Regions from separate parts of the Mus musculus genome. Here all the other regions are linked to region 3. Evidence: chromatin contacts called from public Hi-C, HiChIP or PLAC-seq and promoter capture Hi-C data. All regions are on one chromosome and are shown on one strand. Each heading gives the region's core, a stretch centred on a gene start, on an enhancer-like site or on the middle of the called end of the contact. The rest is flanking DNA. Distances are from core to core; before and after follow the strand shown. Region 1 overlaps Rngtt (RNA guanylyltransferase and 5'-phosphatase). Region 2 overlaps Rngtt (RNA guanylyltransferase and 5'-phosphatase). Region 3 holds the start of Akirin2 (akirin 2). Region 4 overlaps Rngtt (RNA guanylyltransferase and 5'-phosphatase). Region 5 overlaps Rngtt (RNA guanylyltransferase and 5'-phosphatase). Region 6 overlaps Rngtt (RNA guanylyltransferase and 5'-phosphatase). Region 7 overlaps Rngtt (RNA guanylyltransferase and 5'-phosphatase).

Region 1 (2,740 bases), core at 195-2,694, 1.1 Mb before region 3:
GTACAGTCAGCTCCAGCATTAACAAGGGGCAATACCCTTTGTATATTGGGAGTTGGGGTTGGGGAACCAATGAATAATGAGCTCAACAAGAGGTCTCTGGTGTTCTCGGGTCCCTTACTAACTGGACATATTGGCCCCACCCCTAGGATATTCTCAGCCATGGATCCCTACTTGCTGAGGTCCAAAACACTTGTTTACATTTGGAGAGTGCTGCGAGCCCCGCCTATGGTAGCCTTGCCAAGTAATAGGCCATGGGGGAGCACACTGCAGCTCTGAGCACTGAGGTCTATTGTTTTAACACAGGACATACAGTGCTTCTCAAATGACCTGTGGGAGAGCCTGGCACTGTGTGTGTGGGTCTGGGTCTGGGTCTGGGTCTGGGTGTGTGTCTGGGTGTGTGTCTGGGTGTGTGTCTGGGTGTCTGGGTCTGTCTGTCTGTCATTCTTGAGAGACTGATTTATTAACTGACTTGTGCATTTTTACTCTTGGACTATCTGTATTAAGTCCATGTAGGAATTTCCTTTATTCAGTCTCTGGTAGTTCACCATCATCAACCTATACCAGCTGGTTAGTTGGTGATTAATGATTTTCCATTTAGTCTGACACAGTTCATTAGTAACAGTGCAGTCCCATACAAGAGTACTTCCATTTCGTATAGCTCCATCACTCTAGACATCTCATCTCCACTTAGTAATATCTGATGATCCACATACCATGTGCATGTTGCTTTACTCCATTCATCACCCATTAGTGACTCTCCATTTAGTGGTCTTGGGACAAGGAGGCACTGCTTAAAGGGTAGGTGGTAATAGAGGCTAACTTCATCTCCCTCACCGTCAGCGCTGAAAAGCCAGTGCTCCTGAACTTCATGTGTTATTTCTCTTGATCAAAGGTGTGAGTGAAGTCGCGCTCTAAATCACATACTCAGCTCTCAGTTTCTCGTTCAGCTTGAAGCTCTCAGAGTCATCAGAGTCATCTCACAGTCAAGCTTGTCAAGAAAGCTTTCAGTCGAAACAGCAGTTTCCTTTCTCAGCAGTCCCTCTGCTCTTCTCCCAATGCTGAGGAGTCCAGTTCACTGCTTGGGTTTTGTTGTTTTGTTTTGGGGGTTTCGGTTGGTTGTTTTGTTTTGTTTTTGCACTACAGTTGTATCCTGCTCAATGTGTTAGGTATGAATGAGATCTGCATTTCAGTGCCAGCAAAGGAGGAAGGTCACTGAACATTTGGAGGTTGAAGATTATGTGAGGTGAAGAGAGCAGATAAGACCCACGGTATTCACCAATGTATAGGCTGGTTGGCAGGCACACAGGCAGACATAGGCACACACACAGGCCTGCAGATAAACACACACAAGAAGGCTGGCAAAAGCAGAAAAGGTCTCTGCCCTCTGACCTCAAGCCACATTTATAGGGAATCACACAAATGTGGCACTCTGCCAAGAATAGTTATATAACATTACATCACTCTTTACTTTGGGGTTCCCTGGACATCAGGTATCAGCTATTTTATGCTGACTCATAGACCCCATGTCCAGTCCCAGCTGTGTTCTAGCTGACTCATCCCTGATATCCACATTAGTGCCGTGTTGTCATCTAAACATAACCTGGCCTTGCAGTTTCCTGTTTCCAACACCCTTAATTGTCTCTTAATGTCAAAGCTATCATAGGTTTTAACAGTTTAGAATTGCATTTCAGTTTTTTGAAAATCAGCTGGTAGGAAATTAGATGTATAAATAAATACCCTGTGTATTTGAGTATTAATTAGTTCATAAAACAGAAGTTAATCCCATTTGCAGAATTTTCTTTCAACAAGGTACGTCAATTATGGTTGGTACAGTGAAAGAGTTTCACATTTTTTAGCTGAAAGTTGAGTATGAACACAGTTGAAATTAAAACGTTTTAATGTTTTTCCACCAGTGTTTCTTGGAGTTAGTTTGATGACTCACTATTGGTTTTAGCTGCAAAGTGAAGTACAGAAGAGTTGCAGAGAGAAGGAACAGATGTTCTTTAAGTTTCAGAATGAGTGGGTTGGTTGCATAGCACAGGGTGATAGGACAATACAAAAGGCTGTAAGCACTACTGTTCCCATAGTGATGATGGCTTAGCAAAAGGATGAATGGAGTGGAGTGCACATGGTATCATCAGATGTTACTAAGTGGAGATGTCTAGAGTGATGGAGCTACAAGAAATGGAAGTACTCTTGTATGGGACTGCACTGTTACTGATGAACTGTCCCAGACTATTGGATCCAGCCCCAGGCATTTTTAGAAGTTACCTTTCTCCGAAATAACGGAAATCCTAAGTAAAATTCAATAGTTAAAGCTCACAACTGATACCTGTAGGCTTAAATTTTTAAAAACTACTTTTAATAAGGGTTCTCAATGTCTTCAATCCTTCTTCTAACCCCCTGTCCAAAGGAAGGGGAGAAAAGATGGTAAATAGGACAAGGGGATGTGGATCTGTTTAGAAGTAGTTCATTGGGGCAATTCCAATCTCTGTCGTCAGGATACCAGGCATGAATCAGCAGCAGTGTCACGATCTAGCCTAAAAGCCAGGAGAAGTTCTCTGCTGTGCCTCTCTCAATAAAGTGAAGAGCAGCAAAGGCATGGGACCTACTAATGGTTGCACAGCTAGCTCAGTGCAAGCGAGCCTTCACTGTCTGTTGAGTTCTATGTGTACTCTCTCCAAACATCAAGTCCTCAACAAAACACCATGTGTGCCTGTGTTACATGACACAGCCAGAA
Region 2 (2,927 bases), core at 204-2,703, 1.2 Mb before region 3:
CCATAGAGACATTTTGCTTAGGAGTATAATGATAGAAATAAAATTCTAAAAATAGCTTTAAATCGTGCCTTAAATTTAAGTTATTAGAAGAATATTATCTGAACTTGAAAACATTTTTTTGTCTCCTCATTAACTCTGGTACTTGTTATGGGTACTGCCTTACTTTCAAAGACTACCCATGCTTAGTGTGCATCTTCATTCTGTTGTTTGGACCAGTCTTCTCCAGTTTGAAGTTTTGTTAGAGTGACTTTATTTTATTTAAAAAAAATCTATATAATCTTTATAGGTATACATTTATAACCTGTCTGCCTGTCTGCCTACCTACCTATTATCTATCTAGTCTAGACTGGCCCTCAATCCCTCTATAACTGAGGATGATATTGAACTTCTGATCTAGGATTTATAGGTATGGATGACCACGCCTGGTTGAATGTTGGGAGAACCAAGCCTTCTCACTTGCTGGGCAAGCACTCCACTAAGAGCCACATCAGAGACATTCTCTGCAATTTGATACTGTCACTTTGAAAACTTATTTCTGACTATTCCTACTATCAACGTTTAAAATGCAAAACCTATTGTTTCCTGGTCATAACTTGTACTTTAAGATACTGCTGAGATGTTTCAAAGAAAAAAAAATCACTTTTTGTTTATTTGCCTTTTAAATCATCCTGTGAGGTACACAGCTGTTTTCTTGAATGAGGACTAGAAATGAGGGAAAGAGATCATTCTCATTGAGCTTGCTTAGTTTTCCCAAATGACTGTTGTTTTTTAGAATCACAGTTCTTAAATTTGTTGGAATTCTTATTTTCTAGTAGAAATTGAGGTCATTGATTCATGACTCCAGTTTTTTTCTGCCTTCCTTTTCTCCTCCTTTCTGCTAAGGATCTTACCATGTAAGCCAGGCTGGCCTCCAATTTGTGATATTCCTGCTTAGCCTTCCAGCATGTAGGATTATAAATATGCTGCTACCCTGCCTGCCTCCTTCTGTCCGTCTGACTGTCCATCCATCTTCTGTTGATTTATTACTGGGTATCATGGACTAGCCTTGAAGTTGCACTGAAGCCTAGGCTGGTCTCAAACTTGTCATCTTCCTACCCCAGCATCCCAAGCGCTGTGACTACAAGCGTGTGTTGCCCTGGCTGTCTCTCCTTCCTTTCCTTTTCCCTGTTGTGTGACAAAACTTTTCTTGGGGAGACATAACACATGTCTATTCACCCCAGATGGGGAGCCTACATCAGACCAAAGTATGGATACTAGCAAAGTCTAACTTAATGAACCAATGAGTTTTACCGGGGTTACTCATGGAAATATGGGTGAGGGGCTACTTACAGGAGCAGAAATGATGCAAAAGATAGCAGTCTCACTAAACCCACCCACTCAACATAGAAGGCAGCTCTTTACAGCTGGGAAACCTGGAGCATACTGCACAGCCTGCAGGCAGCTCAGCAGGTTGGGGAATGTTCTTTCTAAGTGGTTGAGTTGGTTTAAACCTGTTCTAGACAGCTCCACTCTCTCTGCTTGTTCCAGGCAGCTGGTCTGGTCTCAGTCTTTGCAGTTTTTCTCCCTCTCAGAGCCTTCCTTGCAGCTTAGGTTCCTTTTGTGTGAGGGATTTTGGCTTTCATTAGAGTAGCAGGGAGGGGCAGTGAATCTGCTCAGTTTCTGGGACTTGTGAAACTATTCTGAGTTGTTTACCTCCCTGGTTAAGGAACTTCCTACAGGGTGGAATGTTTCTTTCAGTCTGCAAGAAACTTACACAGCACTTGCCCTGCCTTTTTATTTCTAAATTAGATATTTAATGCACCAAAGTTTTCTCTCAATGTGATCTGTCACATAACATTCTACCATAATTTTGTTCTTAGTTCTAAATGCTTTAAAATGTTTGTTTTGATTTTTAAAAATTTATTCTTAAATTCCTAGAAGTTCATTATTTAGGTTCTGAACATTGGACAGCTTTCTGTGTGGTAGTTTAGGGATTACCAAAGTTATATATTTACTTTTAACCTTTTCCCATCATGTATAAATATTTGGGCTCAGCCAGTCTGTCTGTCTGTGTACCTAGTGTTAATCAGTATGAAAATGAATTTCATTTTCTCTAAGATGAATATGTTATATGTATTCAACAAAATTGTAATACTGTTTTTCAGTGTCCAGAATGAGTGTAAGTAGATACTTGACTCATGGTATTTCAGAGATTATTTTCATTTTTATTTATAAGGAGTCAAAGGTTTAATATATAATCAAGTTTTACTTAGGTGAAATTTCTTCCTCATCTGAGAGTGAACTGAAGAAAAATGTATGAATTTTTAAACTGTCCTAAAATTTGGCTAAAATGCATAGTAATGGCTCCAGGAATTCGAGTTTACCACCTCTGCTCACTTGCTGATGTAGGGGAAACAAAACAAAACAAAGAAAAGTCAGAGGGAAATTTTAAGAACATTACAGTAAACTTTGCCTTGTTAATCTTGTTAACTATTTAGTCTAGTCACAGTAAGTGCATTTGCGTTAGTGTACAACCGTCACCAGCTGTCTGTCTCCAGAACTTTCTGCCTTGAAACTCAGCTGGGTGTGGAACACTCATGTGATCTCGCCACTGTGACAGGGAGGCAGGGCGATAGAAGTTTGAGGTCAATCTGGGCTACTTGAGATCCTGCCTCCAAAAACCAAGACCAAGAGCAAAAAGAACAGAGCCCTGAACCGTAAACCACTTAAACTGCTATCTATTGCCTCTGCCCTCCTCAGTCTGTCTGACAGTGAGCAGAACAAGACCGTATATTAACCTTAAAGGAGATAAGCGTGTTCAGACTCTGATATGTTCTGCTTTCACGTTAGAGAGACTGTACACTGTGGAGAAGGAGGGGCCAGCAAAGATGAAGTCACACATTAGGACCCAAGGTCACAGAGTTTAATCCAGTATTTCTACTCTTTCC
Region 3 (2,700 bases), core at 64-2,563:
GGTGGGAGGGTCAAAAGTTCAAGGTCATCTTTGGCTACCCAGTGAATTTGATATCAGATCTTATCTCCAAAGGAAAAAAAAAAGTCAAGAACTTTTCTTATTCTGCTCTTACATAAAGTATGAACGTCCAGTCAGTTTCAGCACAATAACAGATTTCCTGGAGTTTTTATAATTTAATAAACACATCCTTAGTACAAGTCTTAGTTAAGTGACTGTTTCATAGAATGCTGGTCTTTCTCAAAAGATACTTTCTAAGAACTATATTCTAAATTAAAATAAGTGTGACAGAGTTGCTTATACAGTGTGATCAAGAAAGCTGATCTTTGTGGTGGTGAACAATTCTAAACAAATGGATATATAGAGAGGTATTGTCCAAAACAACTATAAAGCAGCCACATATGTTGATTTCTGAGTAAGCAGAAAAGAGTGAGCATTAGGCGTATTAATACTTATAATCTTGGTGGAGAGCTAGCATCCACAGGCAGAAGATATAAAGTATCTACATAAATTACTTCATCAGTGCTGTAGTCGATCCCTATTTTAGATAGTTGATGAAAAAACAAATTTTAGAAATATTTCTTCCCACTTTGCTAATAAAGATGGGTCCTGCTCCCTAGGCATTTATTTGCTTGCCTTTCCCTAGACCCCACCCAGCCTTCCAAACTCAACAAATTTCTGGTGTTGATCGCTCTCTGCTCATAGTAAACAATTGACTTTGTGCTCCTTTTCAGCTATGCAGAATTTAATAAGCAAACAAGTACCTATCTGGGAAGCGCAAAGCACAGACTTCAAAGATCCTGTAATCTGATATTATTACTGTCGTTCTGTCTCGAGGACCCAAATTGGTGTTTTCATTATTTCCTATCTCCTCCATGTGACAGATTTGGTTTTTTGGCGCTCCTGACAGCTAAATTAATCTCTCTCCAAATATTAGACTGGCTCTTTGTTATATCCCGTTTAAGTCACTATGCCAAATCTTCACAGGGTCTCTAAAGTGCTTAGCTTGCTTTTCCAATGGGTTCGCTTCCTCTTCCCCACTGTCTCACAGGCTCTCCTTTCTCTTCCTTAGGTCTTTTTTTTTTTTTTTTTTTTTTAAACTCTCTTACTTATGAGGGGGTATTTAAATTCCAACCCGGAACTTGGGATCGTGCGCCTTGGATGACGGGAGTCGTAGTTTCTGTGACTTCTGGGTAACCGCCTTTCAGGCCGATCCCTGCCCTTCACGAAACCCCACAAATCCCAGAATGCACTCTGGCGGGCCCGCCCCCGGTGCGCAGGCGCCCTGGGGCCGCAGGATTTGAATCGGCGGCGTTGTTATTGACGCCATATTGGGGCCGGCGGCGGGTGGCAGAGTTGTTCCGTGGAGAAGAGAGGGTCGAGTGCATTGCTTAGCTCTGTACGGCCGGGCTACCTCGCAGCTCCCGCGCGTGGCCGCCACTCACGAGCTTCCGTCTGCACCGGCGTGTCGGAGATCGCGTCTGGGTCGCGCCACTGGCCGGGTCCACTTCCGAAGGGAGCGGGTCTCCGCGCAGGAGCCCCGGCGCGCTCAGCCCGAGCGCACGGCGGGGGCGGCCCGGCCTCTCGGGAGCGGCCCCGAGCCGGCGGCGCGACCCTCGCGCCTCGCCCGCCTGCCCTGTCGCGGCTCCGCCGTCCCGGGCCCCACACCCACCGGGCACCTCGGAGGGCCCGTTTGCCCCCGTCCTTCCCGGCCCCGCCCGAGCCGAGCCTCGGCCGCCCGCCACCATGGCGTGCGGAGCCACTCTGAAAAGGACTCTGGATTTCGACCCGCTGCTGAGCCCCGCATCTCCGAAGCGGAGGCGGTGCGCGCCTTTGTCGGCGCCGGCTTCGGCTGCCGCCTCCCCTGCCGCCGCCACCGCCGCCGCCGCCGCCTCGGCCGCGGCCGCCTCGCCGCAGAAGTATCTCCGGATGGAGCCTTCCCCCTTCGGCGACGTCTCTTCCCGGCTCACCACAGGTGGGCCTCGGCCCCGGGGCTGCCGGGGTGGGCTGCGGCCGGGAGCTTGGGTGCGGACACAAAGGGAAGGAAGGGCCTGAACCGAGGTGGGGGTGGTGTCGGCAGGTTGGGTGGGTACGAGTCGGGTTGGCCGGCATTGTGGGGGTCCCTCATTGTGAGGCAGATCATTTGGGGCTAGATCCCTAGAATCGTTTCCTTATGTAGAGCCCCAGCGGAAATGATCAGAGAGGGTGATATTATTCATAAGTCAGGCGAGAGAAGGGTCACATTTCACCCGAATCTCCGGGTCTCTTGGGCTGAATCGATTGGTTGCAGCTATTAACTCAGTGACTGAGTGGTTTGAGGCGAGAAGGCAGCCCCTCCTCCATTTTAGACTTGGCTGGTTTTAGTATAGAAGGGGTGGGGTTTGGAGGGGGATGGATGTCACTGGGGCGAGTTGTAGGCCTGTCATTAATCACCCACAAGAACGCCACTTTGGCTGAGTCAAGACCTGTTTCCCTAGCAGGGTCAACAACAAAGCAAATGTTCTTCCCGAGTACTGTAATGTGATCTCACTATGCGTCCAGTCCTTAAGAGATCCTGAACTTTTAATGAAAAGGAAGGTGTACTTCAAATTGAGACTGACTAGTTTATTTGTAAATGCTTTAGTTATCCCAATGAAGTATGTTGGGAGAAAACAACCTAGCCTCGAGAGTAACGAATAAATCAAGATTCCAGTGGACTTCAGA
Region 4 (2,866 bases), core at 67-2,566, 1.2 Mb before region 3:
GTGGACTTCCTGCCTCAGCTACCATAGTGCTGGAATGACAGGTATCATCACAGCTGATACTAGAAGTGTGTTTTCTTTTTAAAGATTTATTTTATGTGTATGAGTGTTTTGCTTGCATGTATGTGTAACACTTGCATGTCTTTTGCTTGCATGTATGTGTGTGTAACACTTGTATGTCTTGTGTCCATGGGAGTATGAAATGGTGTTGGATGCCCTGGGACTGGAGTTCCAGATAGTTGTGAGCTGCCCTGTGGCTGCTTGGAATTAAACCAGGGTCCTTCTGCAAGAATAGTCAGTGTTCTCAACCGTTGGCTTTCTCTTCAGTCCCCGCTCCCACACAGTGATGTCTGTCTGTCTATCTATCTATCTATCTATCTATCTATCTATCTATCTATCTATCTATCTATCTAAATCACTTGTAATATTTTTCTTCCTCTTCCCAAGTGCCTTGCTTGCCAAGTCTTGGCCAGAAGGTTGAACTTTGCAACTTGTAGACCAGATTTTCTTACTCTTTATTAGCCAAAGTTGTTATATAGTTTTATTGATACTACTGGCAGTAGCCCTTTGTACCTGAAACTAATTTAGTATACATTTAGACTAATGTTTTAGTTTTAAAAAGTATAAAAACCCAAGCCTAGAAGATTTTATAGACTTTCCTAGAGTACACCATTTGTTTTTTTTAGCTTTGAGACTGGGTCTTATTATATAGCCTAAGGTAGCCTTAGAATTATAATCTCTTTGCCTGAGCCCCCTCTGTAACTGGTAGGTTATAGATGTCACTAGTACAGCAGGTGGACAGACTGTTTCTGTTTAATATGAATTTTCCTAGGCTTGTGAAAATAAATTGTTTCTGTTTAATATGAATCTTCTTAGGTTTGTGAGAATAAATTGATTTATTTCTTTGTAAATATGTTTGTCCTCTAATTATATGTGTGTGTATAGACTTATACACACTTATATATTTATTGTAATTTTTTCCTCTTTTCTTTAAAGGGAGCTATTTTCTTGGAAGGCATAACTGTTAAAGGTGTAACTCAAGTAACAACTCAACCCAAGTTAGGAGAGGTGCAGCAGAAATGTCATCAGTTCTGTGGCTGGGAAGGGTAAGAAGTATTTTCAAGTTTTAAATAAAATTTATTCTTTGTGTAACACAGCTAATGCAGACATTAATTGGGCATTTTTGCTTCTTAAAGTTAGTGTGAACATTGAGGGCTTAAGAGGATTTCAGGTTTTTTCAAGGAAATCTGTAAAGGTCATGCTGAGTCAGGGTCCTATGACTCAGCTCTTCCTGGAGAATGCAGCACTGCTGTTGTCAGCAGAGTTTTTCTTTGATCCCTTTGTGTCTGCTGCTGCTGACTAATGTCAGACTGATCTTACCAGTGGAGAATAACAGGGGAAGACTCCCAGTGTCCACCTCTGCTTGCACTGTGCTTCCCCTCAAATTTAGTACGCATGACCTGAAGGGCAAAGCAGGTGTGTTTTATACTTCACAGCCTGGGGCAGGTGTGTCTCATACTTCAGAGAAAAGCTTGAATTTTAGCTTAATTACCTTAACAGTACCAGACCCGAGGGCACCCCTGGCCCCTTCCCCTCTCCTACTGCTGGGATTATAGCACTTGCTTCCAGGCTTGGCTTTTACATGGGTGCTGGAAACCCTAACACTTCCTTTTTACATAACAGGCATTTAGCCACTGAGTTCCCTCTCCAGTCCTATATAATAACATTCTTAAATTAGCCCAATATTTATATTACAACAGTGGCAATTTAGTCCATTGTAAACTTGTATTTTAAAATGTCAAGAAATTGTTAAACTTTTTTTCCCCTGAGACTGTGTATCTGTCTTGAAGCTCACTCTGTAGATCAGGCTGGCCTTGAATCCATACATCTACCTGCTTCTGCCTTCCTGAGTGTTAGGATTAATGGTATGCACCACTACTCCTGGCTGAGAATGATAGTCTTCTGTTAGAACTTTTGTGATAGTTGATGTTACTCCATTTGAAACTACTCTCATGATAGGAAGAACATTGTGATCAACATGTGAGACATTTGAGATTGGTTTAACACAAGATTGCATTATATGAGTTGTAGCCATGACAGAGTAATTAATGTTCTTTCTTTAAGGTCTGGGTTCCCTGGAGCACAGCCTGTCTCCATGGACAAGCAAAATATTAGACTTTTAGAGCAGAAGCCTTATAAAGTAAGCTGGAAAGCAGACGGCACTCGGTAAGTTCCACTACTAAAAAATAATTACAGAAATAACTAATGCTTGAAGAATGAATATTGCATTATTAGGGAGAGTGAGTTCCTCAGGACTTGAGTTTCTGACTTGAACAGCAAAATAAATGTGTTTCAGAAATTACATAGCTTTTATTTTATTGGTATTCTAAGCTGTATAAGCAGTTTTAGTTCGTTCTGCTGAATAGTTGGCTTCAGATTTCTGTTAGTTTTGTATACGTCTAAATGAATTTTAACAGCTTTTTGAGAAAGGATTTCTTTGTAGCCTAGGCTAGCCTCACCTACTCTGAATCTGCAGCAGTCCTATTGCAGGGGTTAAGGTATGAGCCATCAGACCTGTTTATACTGCATGCATGGGAAGAACATGTAGGCCACAGTATAAAAAGCCGCAAGAGTGGATCTGGAATTCAGCCATATGGACTATTTTTATTTATTTTATGTATGTGAGTACACTGTTGCTCTCTGCAGACACACCAGAAGAGGGAGGGCATCAGATCCCATTACAGATGGTTGTGATCCACCTTGTGGTTGCTGGGAGTCAAACTCAGGACCTCTGGGAGAGCATAGAAACTATTTCTAATTTTGGTGGTACTAGGAATTGAATCTTGGGTCTCATGCATGTGAGCTCTGC
Region 5 (2,700 bases), core at 182-2,681, 1.1 Mb before region 3:
TTGGTGTCAGCATGATTCCTTTAGTGAGTTTGCTTGTAAAGTTGCTTAAAATCATAAGCAGAGTTTCTTGTTAAAAGAAATAAAAGAAGATAGAAATAAATGGAAAGCTTTTGAGTAGTCATGGCTCAGGAGAGAATGTTATCAGAATATCCATAGAACTTAACAGCAGTCTTGAGATCCTGCATAAACGGAACAAAACCCTAACAGTGTCTTTTGTAGAAGTAGAAAAAGCTGTGCTAGCATTCACATGGACTCTTAAGGAATTCACTTAGCTGACAAATAGCAAAGTCGCAGGCCTCACACCCCTGGCCTCTATTGCAAAGCTCCAGTGCTTTAAATAGCACACTTGATCACTGACACAGACAAGTAGATCACAGGAACTAGCAAAATAGCGTCCCCCCCAACCCGCCTCAAGATAGATTTAATAGCATATACCTATGATCTCATAGTACATGGAAAATTAAAACTGAAAAATCAGGAATTTGGGGACATGCTGATATATATAAATATATATGGATATTCTGAATATATATATGTATACATATATATGTATATATGTGTGTGTATATATATATATATATACATTTTATATATATATATATCAACTAGAGCAGGCAGTACAGAGAGCATCTGTAGAGGGGTTAAGTTTACAGAGCCTGGGCCTGTAGACCTTGGTTTTGGACCAGTTATTAGACCTGTTGAAAATGCAAATGATCCATCCAATCAAATGCAATATTCATCTAGAGGAAAGACAATTGGAAAGTTTTTATGAAGACACACCCTGACTAATCTAAATTGAAAGCAGCTTCTAAAAATTTGCATCTCTTCATCTTCCTAGGTGGTAGTGAATATGTGGGCAGAAAATGAGAGCATTTCAAATAATGCTAATGAAGTTTAGTGATTACAATCTACCATATTGTAAGAGAGTGTGTGTTGTTAGTTCTGAAGGATGAAGACAGAATTCAAATATTACCATGACTGGCATTTGATTGGAAAAGTGCAGAGATAAGCTTTAGGTTCCTTTTATGAAAACCATCCTCCTAGCCTGATGGAATATCTTCTCAGACGTACCATAGTTACCATGGATACTTGGTGGCTTTGATAGAGTATGTTGTAATCCATATTCAATCATCTGAGGTAAAGAAGCCAAGAAACACACCAGCTAAAGTCAGCATAGTTTCCTTTCTAAATCTATACTCTCTGCAAGAATGAAAGGGGAAAATAGCCCGAGGAGTAAGTTTGGATTTAAAAACTGACTGATTCGATCCTAGTATTTATTTTTATGTAGCTTTTTACCTATAATAAAGATAATGGGGGGTGGGGGTGGCATAGGAATCTACATGATGAGATCTTTCTGAAAGTTGGTGAACCCTAAGCAGTGAACTCATTGTCTGAAAGCCACAGAAACACAGACAGGATTGAAGGCATTGTCCCCATGGTAACATATTTGCATTTGGCCCAGAAGTGGCTGCTTTCTGCTTAGCTTCTTTTAATTGCTATATATTGACAGCCATTTTCACAACTCTGAAGTGTCAGATACATGAGCATGTGTACTGGGAGTGTGCACCATATCTTCAGGCTTGATTAGACACTTCAGATGACAAAGAGCTCCGCTTGAAGAATTACTGAGGTGTTTTTGGCATTTCCTAATGTGTCTGTCACATAGTAGAAGCAAAAAGCCTTTCAAATGATTTAAAATATTTTCATCAATTCTCTTTTAAAACAGGTGACAAAAGAACTAAAACAGTATGACAACAAAATTATAGAATGCAAATTTGAGAACAATAGCTGGGTCTTCATGAGACAGAGGATAGACAAAAGTTTCCCAAATGCCTACAACACAGCCATGGGTGAGTATGAGAGTGACCAATACAGTAAGTTCAGAAAATTATGTCGTCAAAGACCACATGTCCTGTTGATGCTGTCCTGAATAATGGGTTAGGTAGTCAGGCCTGGACCTTGTTAGTTGCTAAAGAGCTGCCCTGTGTGCCCGAAAGGGCAAAAGAGGGAAGGGTGATGGTTGCATACTAGATTAACTTAATGAATTGTTAAAAAAAAAAAAAAGCCATGATAATTTCTGTTCTATTCAAAACTATTAAAACAATTGTTTGCCAGATGGGTAAGAAGCAGAATTAGCAAGGGAAAAATGTAATTTCTAGCTCCTAAAATAACTTTACAAACAATGGAGAGAAAGTAAATGAAAACTGTAAAACATAAGAACTGCCCTGCTATCCTTCAGAATGCTCTTTGGCTGTGGTGTGAATGCCTTGGAGTCATCTCCATGTTTCAGATGTACTGACAGTAGAGGCGGTTTATAAAAGGCTAGATCAGTGCAGTGGGCGGCGGCTCACTTGTCCAGTGTCCACTGCTGGTGGCGATCAGGATCCTGAGAAGCAGGAAGAGGAGAGAGGCAGCCAGTTCACTCTTTCATTTTAAAAGATACTGTTTCACATTCAGGGACCTTTTTTGGAAGTAACATCTATGCTCAGACAAGATGAGTTCATTCCATTCTTTTCTCCCTCTTTCCCAAAACAAACAAATAAAATATCATAAAATGAGAAAATTGGTTTTTTTTTTTTGATTACTCAAGAAAAGATGTTTTGTTTATTAGGCTATTTTATTATATGTTCTTCACCTAAATGATTAAAATAACAATATGGATGGAAGCTACCATGAAAACTTCCTATTCTATAGTGGCAT
Region 6 (2,700 bases), core at 51-2,550, 1.1 Mb before region 3:
TTTTAAAAGACTTCTCCATTTCACTTGGAGTCAGGAGTTCATAGTTTCTCTTCTCACCCTGCTGTTTGAATGTAAGGAGAGAAGGAAACTTACATGCTACCTGTTTTTCAGTTGATAAAGTTTTTCATAATTTAGGGGTATTATGTGATACTTCAGACCATGTATAGATTCATGTGTTCAAATCTGAGTAAGCTTATCTGCTTCATCAGACATTAATTTTATGATCAAAGCATTCAGAATCCTTTGTCCTACCTAGCTTTTTTAAACCTGTAATATATTACTATTGTCTGTAATACCTCACTGTGCAATAAAACACTAGGATGTATTTTTAGTACTGTATTACTTAGTACCCCGTGCCAGCTTTCCCTAATATCTCCCTCCTTCTAGCCTTCTTCAGCTTCTATTAACCATGATTCTATTCTCAACTTTTTTTTTTACTTTAAAATTTTTATTGCTGGGCGTGGTGGCTCACGCCTTTAATCCCAGCACTTGGGAGGCAGAGGCAGGCGGATTTCTGAGTTCGAGGCCAGCCTGGTCTACAAAGTGAGTTCCAGGACAGCCAGGGCTATACAGAGAAACCCTGTCTCGGGGGGGAAAAAAAAAAAACAGAAAAAAAAAAAAAGAATAGGTGTCTTATGCATGACATCTTTGTAAAAATTTTTTTTTATTTATTATTAGTGGATAAATATGCAGATGACATGTGCATGCATGTGTCTTGCCGCATGTCTGGGAGTCAGTTGACAACTTTGTGGAGTAGGTTCTCTCCTCCTCTGTTTACATGTGTCCTGGGAACAGAATCTGATGGGCAGCCGTACATCTTCAGGTGCCATTGCTTAAGCCCTCAATTTCTTAATCTTATGACATAGGATTTTACTCTTTAGCCCAAGCTGGCCTGAGCTATATAATCCAGCATGGCCTTAGACTCACAGTAATTCTCCTGCCTCTGCGTCCCAAGTACCGGGATTTTAGGCATGCACGGTCATGCCCAGCTCAACTTCTAGAAGATCAACTTTTTAAGATTGCATTTGTGAGTAAGATCTTGTGATATTATCTTTTTGTCCTTAGTTTATTTTACTTAGCATAGTGATTTTTGTTTCTATTAGTGTTGAGAGAAGCTCTGGGATTTCATTTTTATTAGTGGCAGGATGGCATCTCATTTGCATATGTACCACGCTTTCTTTATGCATCAGCTGATGTAGGTTTAGGTTGTCTCCATTTCTTAGCTGTTATTAACAGAGCTGCACTGGGAGCATGTAATGACAGATCTCTGTTCAACATACTATGATTCATTTCCTTTGATTATATACTTACTTATGGGATTGCTGCATCATGTATTACTTCTGCTTTTTACTTTGTAGAGCAGCCTTGATGCTGTTTTCCTTTATGGCTATATTACTAACTAAATTTCTACCAACAATGTACAGGAGTTTCCCCCTTTTCCATATCCTCATCAATTTTAGGGTTGTTGATGATAACCATTCTTTGTGGGTGAAATAATTCCTAATTGTGGGTTTGAGTTGCATTTCCTTTATAGTATTCTTAATTAACTTTTAAAAATTAGTGTCTGTCTGTCTGTCTTGTCTAAGATCAGGGGCCAACTTTGTGGAAATAATTTTCTCCTTCCATCTCTATATGGTTTCTGGGGGTCAAGCTAAGGTAGCCTGGCTTGTACAGCAAGCACCTTTATTGACCTAGCCGTGTTTTGGGCCCAGCAACATTCATTTATTATCTCTTTGTCCTTGGGATCAGTAGTGATGACTTTTCTTTCATTTATTATGGTAGACTTGTTTCTCTTAATACTTTCATTATAATTTCTGTTGAAATTGTTATTTCTTCTGATTGGTTAAAGACATATTTAACCTCCAGAATGTTCTAAGATGGAAACTTAATAATTTTAGTTATTTTCAAAAAATTATTTCAATGCTATAAATTTTCCTCTACTCACTGTATACTGGCTAGTTTTTATGTTGACCCATCAAGAGCTACAGTCTTTCTGTCTGTCTGTCTGTCTGTGCGTGAGCACATGTATGTACCATATGCAGGTCAGAGGACAATTTTTATGGAGTGTGTTTTCTCCAGTTCTGGGGATTGACCATAATTTGCCAAACGTGTACAACACATGTTTGTTTGTTTGTTTGTTTGAGACAGGTTTTCTCTCTGTAACCCTGGCAGTACTGGAACTCAATGTGGATTAGGATAGATAGACTCACAGAGATCCACTTGCCTCTGCTCATGGGTGCCGAGCTAAAGGCGAGGATCATTAAGCCTGCCCTTACAATCTTTCACCCTATGCCATTTTGTGGCCCTATCCTTTTATTTTTAATTTATTTGCATCTTATATTTAAAATGCTTTCATCTTCTCCCTGTCTTGGTTTGGTGGGGTTTGGTTTTTGATTTTTTTTGAGACAGAGTTTCTCTGTAACGGTGGCTGTTTTAAAACTTATTAAGAAGAACAAGTTGGCATTAAGCTCAGAGATCCTCCTGTCTCTGCCTCCTGTGTGCTGGGTTTAAAGGCATTCACTACACTGCCTGGCTAAAGTGATTTCTTTTAAAGACAGTGTTATAAGTCTTGATTTTTTTTTTTTTCTAATTCAGTCTTTCTTTTATTGATGTATTTAGACCATTGACATTGAACATATTTTTTTGGTATTTTTTTGGATGACTATCTACCATGTTTGTAACATTCAAAAAATTTTAGAT
Region 7 (2,700 bases), core at 117-2,616, 1.1 Mb before region 3:
GATATGAGTTGCTGGATTTGCTTCCCAGGAGAGGAAGAAAGGCAGGTAGATTTTAATAATATAGGGTCATTTAGTTCACCAAGCAAGATGCATCTCTCTATTTAATCCAGCTTTAATGTCTCCCAGTGATATTTTCTTGTTTTGGTGATCTTGCATAGTTTTACAATGCATAAGCATCTGTATTTTATATTTTTGATACTATTATAAAAGTATTTTTATTTCAGTTTCTGAATGTTTATTGCTAATGTACAAAAGATGATTTTAAACATGTTGACTTTGAATTCTATAGTATTATTACAGTCAATTATTGGTTCTTATAGTGATTTTTGTAGATTTTATAGCATTTCTCTACGTAATTATGTGATCCACTGAAAAAGGCTATCCTTGTCTGATCTTGGGTGCATTTCACTGCAGTGTCTTCATTGTTCTGACTGCAGTCTATAACGCCAAGCTGAACAGTAATGTTTAGAGCAGATATCCTTGGACATCTTCCTATCCTGAAGGGAGCATTCAGTCTTTTGTCAAAACTGTTTCCATAACAATATTAGTTAAGAATTGATCAAGTGGGCTTGAGAGATTGCAGAGGACTAGAGTGTGGTTCCTAGCACTCGGGCAGCTCGTAACTAGCTATGCCTCTGGCTGCAGCAGATCCAGCCTCTCTTCTGGCCTCTGTGGGTACCTAGACACATAAATAGTGAAATCATTTGTAAGAGGTGAGTAATTCTAGTTAGCATTGTTGTAAGAAATGAAAGAAAAAATGGGGCTGGGAGATGACTCAGCAGGTGAAACACTTCCTGTGTGAGTGTGAGGGCCCTGAGTTTGGATCTGCAGCACCACAGAAAGCTGGGTATGCTAGGTTGTGTATAATCCAGTGCTCATGGCGAGATGAGAGGCAGAGTACTCAACTGCAAACATAGGCACCATGTGTGGAAAGTGACACCTCTACCTTCATATGTGTGCTATGGCACATAGGAGAGCATACTTCCATATTTGAACGTGTGTGTCTCTCCTGCCCCACATACACATTAAATACACACCAGAGAGGGAGGGCAATGGAAAAAAAAATAGCAAGGCAGCAATAAAAGGGAAGATTTGAACTTTTTCTTTTTATTTGTTATTGTAACTTTGTTAATGTTTTGTTAATCCCACTGGTTAAGAGTAAGACCACTACCATAAATTTTTGAGCCAAATTTGAAGTAAGCTTTATTAAATGCTGGCCAGGGTGACAGATACTGGTCAGGTCTATACTCAGGAATTACCGTAGAATGGCTACAAACTGTTAGTTCCACGATTAGACATGCCCTTGTTCTTCCTGCCTTTGCCCAGTTGGGGCAGGCATACATCCTGGCATCCATGTGGAACAGTTTGTGGTCAGCAGCTGTTTTCTGCATGGTGTCTGTCAGCCAAGTGGAAATCTGCTGAGATGGATATAGACTGGGCACAGAAGTTAGTTTAGGAATATAAAGGAAAGTCTTACATTTGGAACTTTCAGGCCGATAGTCCTTGTAGTTGGAGGAGGGAGGTGTCCCAAGGAGGGGAGGCTTGCACAATCACCCCCCCAGGAGCGAGCAGGTAGGGAAGGTAGGAAACTTAGCCTGTACTTATCTGGAGTCTGTTTGACCTGTGAGAGGTGGTTCCAACTTGTATGGTTTCCTCAACTCCTTGAAGCTTACATACATTTTTTAGTTTACAAAGAAATAAAAGTTCTAGCTATAATAGCATTACCACTGTTTGTAACCTGTACTAAAATCTACAGTGTGGAGAAAGCAGCTAACAGGTGTCTCTGTAAAACAGCTGGAGTAGACTCGTGCCTTTGTGTCATAGCAAAAGCTATGTCCTGACTTAAAAAGCATGGAAATTCCTTTCTCTGTCCAGAGAGTTGGATTTGTATGGATTGGACAGAGGTGTTTTTAGCTTGAGGAGAAGCACTTTTTAAAAGATTTATTTATTTATTTATTTCATGTATGTAAGTACACTGTCTCTGTCTTCAGACACGTCAGAAGAGGGCATCAGATCCCCATTACAGATGGTGTGAGCCACCATGGGGTTGCTGGGAATTGAACTCAGGACCTCTTGGAAAAGCAGTCAGTGAGTGCTCTTAACCACTGCACCATCTCTCCAGCCCTGGAGAAGCTCTTTTAAGTCTGTACTTTGAAGGTAACAAAAGGAAAAGTGAAATCTTGAGCTTGTGATTGATAGTAGTAGTAGTGCTTACCAGCTTACCAAACTTCACTGATCAAGGCTAAAACTCTGACATTTAGAAACCTTAATATAACAATAGCATAAAGAGGAGGGAGGAAATCTGAAACATTCTTATTACTTAAGTCTTTCTTATGCTTCTACAACTTGTATTACATACCTTAAAACAGTTTCTTAGACACTCAGAATTACTTACACTTTGACGTCCTCAGACCTTTACATGCCTTATAACACTTTCTTAGGGCCTCAGAACTTAAATATATGTAAAGCCTTTTAATTTCATCTAGTTGTTTATCCGAGACACAAGTAATTATTATTGAGAGCAGTCATTGCAAAGCAAGTTCTTTTAAATAAAGGAATAGTAAAAAAAATTACTTTTGAAACTTGTTTAGTCTTTACTATAAAGTCTGCTAGCAAGGCAAACCTGTCTGCCTTTCTCAGCAGAAGATCTAGTAGCTCTAGGAAAAAGCAAAGCCTGATTGTTACATATGAAATGAACTT

Evidence for each region. Promoter capture Hi-C pulls out the DNA fragments that hold promoters and counts their contacts. Hi-C and Micro-C count contacts between places; a contact is called where the count stands out from the background. HiChIP or PLAC-seq counts read pairs in DNA pulled down with a chosen protein or histone mark.
Region 1: a Hi-C map of Th1 cells shows a contact between it and region 3, with 5 times the contacts expected there. The contact joins the enhancer-like site here to the promoter of Akirin2 in region 3. A contact is called at or near these places in 6 of 39 promoter capture datasets (cranial neural crest, embryonic stem cells, liver and 2 more), 1 of 484 Hi-C or Micro-C datasets (Th1 cells) and 15 of 115 datasets of contacts at active chromatin or transcription factors (the 230-238 cell line, the NIH/3T3 cell line, the SCID.adh cell line and 12 more).
Region 2: a contact with region 3 is called in an H3K27ac HiChIP or PLAC-seq map of embryonic stem cells, with 13 times the contacts expected there. The contact joins the enhancer-like site here to the promoter of Akirin2 in region 3. A contact is called at or near these places in 14 of 39 promoter capture datasets (the 3T3-L1 cell line, 3T3-L1-derived adipocytes, the C10 cell line and 8 more), 1 of 15 datasets of contacts at CTCF or cohesin (large pre-B cells), 5 of 484 Hi-C or Micro-C datasets (B cells, CD4 T cells, liver and 2 more), 16 of 115 datasets of contacts at active chromatin or transcription factors (the 230-238 cell line, T-cell acute lymphoblastic leukemia, astrocytes and 9 more) and 2 of 9 other capture datasets (embryonic stem cells and macrophages).
Region 4: a promoter capture Hi-C map of the HPC-7 cell line shows a contact between it and region 3, with 10 times the contacts expected there. The contact joins the enhancer-like site here to the promoter of Akirin2 in region 3. A contact is called at or near these places in 12 of 39 promoter capture datasets (the 3T3-L1 cell line, the C10 cell line, the HPC-7 cell line and 6 more), 14 of 115 datasets of contacts at active chromatin or transcription factors (the 230-238 cell line, the NIH/3T3 cell line, acute myeloid leukemia and 9 more) and 2 of 9 other capture datasets (adipose tissue and pancreatic islet).
Region 5: an H3K4me3 HiChIP or PLAC-seq map of stem cell-derived neural progenitor cells shows a contact between it and region 3, with 5 times the contacts expected there. The contact joins the enhancer-like site here to the promoter of Akirin2 in region 3. A contact is called at or near these places in 10 of 39 promoter capture datasets (the HPC-7 cell line, cranial neural crest, embryonic stem cells and 5 more) and 9 of 115 datasets of contacts at active chromatin or transcription factors (the 230-238 cell line, astrocytes, differentiating embryonic stem cells and 5 more).
Region 6: a contact with region 3 is called in a promoter capture Hi-C map of the HPC-7 cell line. The contact joins the enhancer-like site here to the promoter of Akirin2 in region 3. A contact is called at or near these places in 15 of 39 promoter capture datasets (the 3T3-L1 cell line, 3T3-L1-derived adipocytes, the C10 cell line and 11 more), 18 of 115 datasets of contacts at active chromatin or transcription factors (the 230-238 cell line, the SCID.adh cell line, acute myeloid leukemia and 13 more) and 1 of 9 other capture datasets (embryonic stem cells).
Region 7: a contact with region 3 is called in a promoter capture Hi-C map of pre-B cells, with 6 times the contacts expected there. The contact joins the enhancer-like site here to the promoter of Akirin2 in region 3. A contact is called at or near these places in 8 of 39 promoter capture datasets (the 3T3-L1 cell line, the C10 cell line, HPC-7-derived erythroid cells and 4 more) and 13 of 115 datasets of contacts at active chromatin or transcription factors (the 230-238 cell line, the NIH/3T3 cell line, the SCID.adh cell line and 8 more).

Annotation. Positions count from the first base shown.
Region 1 is chr4:33,465,792-33,468,531 of GRCm38.p6, forward strand. The region is part of intron 14 of Rngtt (RNA guanylyltransferase and 5'-phosphatase); the gene reads left to right. Among named protein-coding and RNA genes, the nearest start is that of Mir8118, 29 kb to the left of the region's middle. Within about 2 kb of position 1,445, at least 93 of the 459 cell types and tissues checked have an H3K27ac peak or open chromatin away from gene starts, as enhancers often do. A contact at or near this core is called in the NIH/3T3 cell line, Th1 cells, epiblast stem cells and 1 more, where this site is marked.
Region 2 is chr4:33,376,333-33,379,259 of GRCm38.p6, forward strand. All of the region lies in intron 11 of Rngtt (RNA guanylyltransferase and 5'-phosphatase), which reads left to right. Among named protein-coding and RNA genes, the nearest start is that of Mir8118, 60 kb to the right of the region's middle. Within about 2 kb of position 1,454, at least 19 of the 459 cell types and tissues checked have an H3K27ac peak or open chromatin away from gene starts, as enhancers often do. A contact at or near this core is called in differentiating embryonic stem cells and embryonic stem cells, where this site is marked.
Region 3 is chr4:34,549,302-34,552,001 of GRCm38.p6, forward strand. It overlaps Akirin2 (akirin 2), which reads left to right and starts at 1,314. Exons shown (of 5, transcript NM_001007589.3): 1 at 1,314-1,972. The coding sequence starts at 1,744.
Region 4 is chr4:33,336,870-33,339,735 of GRCm38.p6, forward strand. It overlaps Rngtt (RNA guanylyltransferase and 5'-phosphatase), which reads left to right. Exons shown (of 16, transcript NM_011884.3): 7 at 994-1,103; 8 at 2,122-2,223. Among named protein-coding and RNA genes, the nearest start is that of Rngtt, 28 kb to the left of the region's middle. Within about 2 kb of position 1,317, at least 102 of the 459 cell types and tissues checked have an H3K27ac peak or open chromatin away from gene starts, as enhancers often do. A contact at or near this core is called in the HPC-7 cell line, the NIH/3T3 cell line, differentiating embryonic stem cells and 2 more, where this site is marked.
Region 5 is chr4:33,497,225-33,499,924 of GRCm38.p6, forward strand. Rngtt (RNA guanylyltransferase and 5'-phosphatase) reads left to right here. Exons shown (of 16, transcript NM_011884.3): 15 at 1,727-1,850. Among named protein-coding and RNA genes, the nearest start is that of Gm52726, 11 kb to the right of the region's middle. Within about 2 kb of position 1,432, at least 22 of the 459 cell types and tissues checked have an H3K27ac peak or open chromatin away from gene starts, as enhancers often do. A contact at or near this core is called in stem cell-derived neural progenitor cells, where this site is marked.
Region 6 is chr4:33,418,556-33,421,255 of GRCm38.p6, forward strand. The region is part of intron 13 of Rngtt (RNA guanylyltransferase and 5'-phosphatase); the gene reads left to right. Among named protein-coding and RNA genes, the nearest start is that of Mir8118, 18 kb to the right of the region's middle. Within about 2 kb of position 1,301, at least 5 of the 459 cell types and tissues checked have an H3K27ac peak or open chromatin away from gene starts, as enhancers often do. A contact at or near this core is called in the HPC-7 cell line, where this site is marked.
Region 7 is chr4:33,445,720-33,448,419 of GRCm38.p6, forward strand. All of the region lies in intron 14 of Rngtt (RNA guanylyltransferase and 5'-phosphatase), which reads left to right. Among named protein-coding and RNA genes, the nearest start is that of Mir8118, 9.0 kb to the left of the region's middle. Within about 2 kb of position 1,367, at least 40 of the 459 cell types and tissues checked have an H3K27ac peak or open chromatin away from gene starts, as enhancers often do. A contact at or near this core is called in the NIH/3T3 cell line, the SCID.adh cell line, epiblast stem cells and 1 more, where this site is marked.